2 separate regions of the Rattus norvegicus genome follow, and region 2 is linked to region 1. Evidence: chromatin contacts called from public Hi-C data. All regions are on one chromosome and are shown on one strand. The core of a region is the stretch at or near the end of the contact, and the rest is flanking DNA. Distances in the headings are between cores, read along the strand shown. Region 1 has its middle 88 kb from the start of Arl4c. Region 2 holds the start of Arl4c (ADP ribosylation factor like GTPase 4C).

Region 1 (2,584 bases), core at 24-2,523:
TGAGGTAGTCAGGTCATGAGGGCTCCAAGGCCTACTAAAAGTTGTGATAAAACCCCTGTCTGTCTCTTTTGTTATGTGAGAATACATGGATGGTGCCATTTTGAAATTTTGGAGCAGAAAGAGCAAGCCCTCACTGGACACAGATGGCTGACTCCTTTATATTGGACATCCCAGCCCTTAGAAGTGTGGGAAACATATTTCTGTTGCTTATAATCTAACAACAGACAAGGGCAGATTGCCATCAAATCCCAGATTAAGACAGAAAATGCACACCTCAGCCCTTTAACTGCCTTTCGTTCACACCTATGCGGCAAGACTGGGTGCTGGCCCTGGGGCTCAGTTACCCTCCCGGTAGACCTCAGGAAATTTCCAGAAGGGTCAGGAACATAGACTCCTCCCACCCCCCAAAGCCTACATAAGAAAGTGGCTTTTGTCTAGACTAATCACACATCCTTGTGACTCAGGGCTTTTCCTTTCACCAGGAATGGAAGGTCTTGAAAGAGAGAATGGGATAGGGTCACTTGGGCATAGCACAAGCTCACTGGGGTGGGCAAGCCATCCCTTTATACACCCCCTCACCACCCCTCTTCCCTTGGTAAAAAAAAGAGAACCCCAAATGAAAAGACGGCCCATCTCTCTGCATCTGAATTTGAATTTCTTTTCCTCCATTGCCAGTCTGTCTTCAAAGTCCCCTGTTCATAGTCACAAGCAACCGAACCAGCTCTTGGCTAATTGTGGAAACAATTGGCCATTTGTTACTAGTCTTAATGAGCCAAGTGGATAATTGTTTCTGGCTGGAGCCACCAGGGGCACAATCAGTGGTCTGCATTCGTAATTTCTGGTTAAATCTCTACTAGTTGGGTGCTCTTGGCTGGCAGAGAGCTGGCCTGTTGCTTTCAAGATCCTTTTGCTTAAGAACATTCGGGCTCAGCAGAACAGAACCGGAGTCTTACATTTTACCTTCCTTGCTCCCTCTCAATAATGAGAAAAGTATTCCTTACAGGTTCCTGTAAGATATGGAGATGGTGCAGAGGATGGGGGACACGTTCTCTTCCTACATCCCAGCGAGAGAACGAAACTACAGCCATTCTGCACGTGCTTGAAGTCACGCAGATGGCCATCTCAGATGTATACTTCCAGGAGCATGCCTGTGTTCTGACCTTTCACCTCCTCGTCGCCATAGCCAACATCTGGGGACTGGAGACACTCTTCCCTGAATTCACAGTCCCCACTATCGGATGGGCAGCCAGCCATTGTGCATGTTGCTCAGGCCTGCCAAGCCTGCTCCGAAACAGCTCCTGTGTCCCTCTCCCTCAGGTCCAGGCTCCAGTTACTCCCTGCTCTGCATTCAGATAGGGCTGAAAGAACTTTCTACACAGCTATAAGGCAGCCCCAATAGCCATATGTAGATGGCATTACCATTCACAGCATCTCTGTATGGGATGTGCAACAAACACAGGTTTAGGCCGTGTGTGTGTCTGTGTGTGTGTGTGTGTGTGTGTGTTGGGGTGGTGGTGGTGGTGGGGTGTACTCTACTGAGAAAAATATCCTGAATACAAGCACTGATATTTCTGGATACATTTTTATAACATTTAGACATTTTATTTTGGTTTTGGTTTGTTTTCCAGGTAAAAGCAATTCCAAGTTCTTCTTCCCCAAGGAGCTAAATGATTCTGTTATATAATTATGTATAAAAATAGACGAAAGAGCTATCTTCGAGTAATTTCAGACCACTGAACCACAATGGAGATAGGCTTTGAAGGTTACACGACCCAAGGGTGTGCATTTGTGTATGTGAGAGCATTTGCTTGTGTAAAGGATGTACATATTTACGTGTGTGTGTGTGTGTGTGAGAGAGAGAGAGAGAGAGAGAGAGAGAGAGAGAGAGAGGAGAGGAAAGATGTGTGTACACATTTTATGTTATCTGTAGATACAAAAAAAAAAAAATCTAGCGCCTCCCTGTATGACCTCTCTTGTCTTTGTGACGTCATCTGGCTCCTCTCCTCTCACCTGCTCGGATGTGATGGGGAAGCAGGAAGCGCTGTGTACCCAGCCCTTCATGTTAGTTGTTAGGTCTGGGACCTTTTCCCAGTGTATTCATCTGAAAACAGTGTATTTGGGAGAAATGTTGCACCGACTTTCAGAAGACACACTGTGGCTGTTGTATCACCTCCCTGCCTCACGTATCTCCCATGGAGCCTGATACTGGTGCCCACATTCTCTTTGAGGAGCTGGGGGTAGGGGATGAATACGATCAAAGCACAGTGCAGGGAATTCTATCTGTCAGTCTGTCTATCCGCTAGGATTTATGAAGGCCCCCTCAAACAAAACATACAGAGAGAGAGAGAGAGAGAGAGAGAGAGAGAGAGAGAGAGAACACTAAGACTCGTACATGTGACTCTCTTAGGAAGCCCATACTCCTCCACCCCATCCTTTGATGTACACCACTCTCCTTCCCTTAACTCTTCACCAGCCCACAGCCCGTTCTTTTTTTTTTTTTTTTTTTTTTTTTTTGTTCTTTTTTTCCAGAGCTGGGGACCGAACCCAGGGCCTTGCGCTTCCTGGGTAAGCGCTCTACCACTGA
Region 2 (2,584 bases), core at 38-2,537, 88 kb before region 1:
AGAAGGTTCACAGTCAAGGGTGGTCTAGAGGCCCAGCTTTCCTGGAGCCTGGTCAGGTGATCTGGACCTCCCCCATCCCCTACCTCCACCCCATCGCTCCACGGTGGTCTTCTGGTAGACAGTTCTCAAGGTGGAATGACAAAGGGTGCCTTAAGACTAACCTCATCTGGGAGGTCAGCAGAGTTGGGGCGGGGCATAAAACAAGGCTCCAAAATGGGTGTCTGAGAAACAATTGTCTGGAGTTATCTAGGCAGGTGCTGGTAGGTACTCTCAGCTGAGCCTCCTGGGCACACCCTAGAGTTAGGGCAGGAAGGGAGCATACGCATCAAGGAGGACTAGGGACCAGGACACTAGGGCACCAAGGAGCGTGAGACCACGCGGTGGAAATGGATTGGGAGGAGTGGGCGGCAGGCTGCAGGCTGCAGGAGGTCAGCTCCTCTCCGCCGCCCTCCTGCCTGGGTGCCGCAGTCTCACCGCCCTATCCCTCTGCAGACGCTGCCCTTGCCGGGCCAGCTGCGGGCTAGGCCCCGGGCGGAGGTTCCGGAGCCCGGAGCTATTTTTAAAAGACGCGTCACCGGATTGGGGAGGAAGAGTCCCGGTCCAGGCCCACAGTCTGCGCACGGCCGGCGGGAAGGGTCGTAAGGGCGAGTTTCGAACGACAGGAGCGCGCGAAAAGACGCAACCGACCGAGAAGACCCCGCCTGACCCCGGGAGACCGCGGGGCGTGCCAGGCAAGGGGCGTGGCTGGTGGGCGGGACTAGAGGGGCGGGGCCGGCGCTCTCGGGCCGCAGCAAGCTGGTGGCGGTGGCGGTAGCAGCAGCGCGAGTACTGCAGGGACAGCAAAGGCAGCTACGCTAACCGGTACGCCGGGGAAGCCCGCGCCCCGCCTGCTCCTCCACGGCGCTCCCGGGTAGCCGCAGCTAGAGCAGCTCCGAGGTGCGCGGAGACCAGAGGTTGCTGCAGAGCCGCGGCGCGGGAGAGCCGCAGATCGAGCGGGGCTAGAGCGCAGGGCGCAGACATCCTACACCGCGGCGTCTGTCCGTGGCGGCTGCGCGGGAGACAAAGCCTCCGGAGAAAGATGCCCGTGGAGCACGCACCAGGCGGGCCAGGGAGCGGGCCCCTCCGAGTCTAAGCGCGCCTAGCCGAGCGCCCAGGGAACGCCGAGGCCCCACCGGGTCCAGCAACGGGCGGGGCCCAGGTGCGCCGGGCCGCAGCGGGCCTGTGACTGCTCGGGGGGCGGCGCCCTCCCGCCGCAGCCGCAGTGGCCGGCGCCGCAGCCAGAAGCCATGGGCAACATCTCCTCCAACATCTCGGCCTTCCAGTCTCTGCACATCGTTATGCTGGGCTTGGACTCGGCCGGCAAGACCACGGTGCTCTACCGGCTCAAGTTCAACGAGTTCGTGAACACGGTGCCCACCATCGGCTTTAACACCGAGAAGATCAAACTGAGCAACGGCACTGCCAAGGGCATCAGCTGCCACTTCTGGGACGTGGGCGGCCAGGAGAAGCTACGGCCGTTGTGGAAGTCCTACAGCCGCTGCACGGACGGCATCATCTACGTGGTGGATTCGGTGGACGTGGATCGGCTGGAGGAGGCCAAAACGGAGCTGCACAAGGTGACCAAGTTTGCCGAGAACCAGGGCACACCGCTGCTGGTCATCGCCAACAAGCAGGACCTGCCCAAGTCTCTGCCGGTGGCCGAGATTGAGAAGCAACTGGCGCTACACGAGCTCATCCCGGCCACCACCTACCATGTCCAGCCGGCGTGCGCCATCATCGGCGAGGGCCTCACCGAGGGTATGGACAAGCTCTATGAGATGATCCTGAAACGCAGGAAGTCTCTCAAGCAGAAGAAGAAACGGTAATGCTCTCAAGCAGCGATCTGGAGCGAGGCTGAGCGAGCGAGCCAGTGAGTGAATGAATGGACGTCTGGGTTGAGCGAGAACCCGCGAACAAAGACAACGAACCAAAGCGATGATTCGAATTTTTAAAACACGATCTCTGTATCCAAATACAGGACTTGGAGACTTAGCCCGGGTGTGGAGGCTGCATAACCACCCATCTCGTCACCTGCCCCACCCCCCACCCCAGCTCAGAGGACCTTTTGTCTAAATGCTTGAGCTACGGGTGGGGTGGGTAGGGGGACTGGTGGGGAGTGGACGCGAGGGTCCCGTGGTGTGCCCTCTGGCCCCAGGTGGCAAGCTTGGATGTCAGAGAGACAAAAGCGATTTCTTCTTGCTCCAGCAGGGCCAGAAGTTCAGGCTGCCCAGCCCCCACTGCGGGGGGGAATCACGTGTGAGTTACCTGAGGTATGCAGTTCACACAGAACCCTGGGGATACCCGGGAGGGAACGGATTGGCACTGGGGTGTACTGATGGGGGGTGGGGATGACCGCTCCTTTCATTCTGGAGCTGTGGGAACTGAGTAATTTTATGTCACAGGGCAGGTCCCTGTTGCAATTTCATTTGTCCTGCTCTGGGCCCAAAGGAGGTGGTGGTTTGGGGCCAGCCAGAGGACTGTCTCGGACCGTGCGGCAGCTGGAGGGCCCAGGATGCTGTGCTTCTGGACTTGGCTGGGAATGGCC

What was found. Hi-C and Micro-C count contacts between places; a contact is called where the count stands out from the background.
Region 2: a Hi-C map of liver shows a contact between it and region 1, with 4 times the contacts expected there. The contact joins the promoter of Arl4c here to the enhancer-like site in region 1. A contact is called at or near these places in 2 of 12 Hi-C or Micro-C datasets (frontal cortex and liver).

What each region holds. Positions count from the first base shown.
Region 1 is chr9:96,662,535-96,665,118 of GRCr8, reverse strand. No RefSeq gene overlaps it. Among named protein-coding and RNA genes, the nearest start is that of Arl4c, 88 kb to the left of the region's middle. Within about 2 kb of position 1,273, at least 14 of the 93 cell types and tissues checked have an H3K27ac peak or open chromatin away from gene starts, as enhancers often do.
Region 2 is chr9:96,750,213-96,752,796 of GRCr8, reverse strand. It overlaps Arl4c (ADP ribosylation factor like GTPase 4C), which reads left to right and starts at 1,287. Exons shown (of 1, transcript NM_001306054.2): 1 at 1,287-2,584. The coding sequence starts at 1,287. The coding sequence ends at 1,865.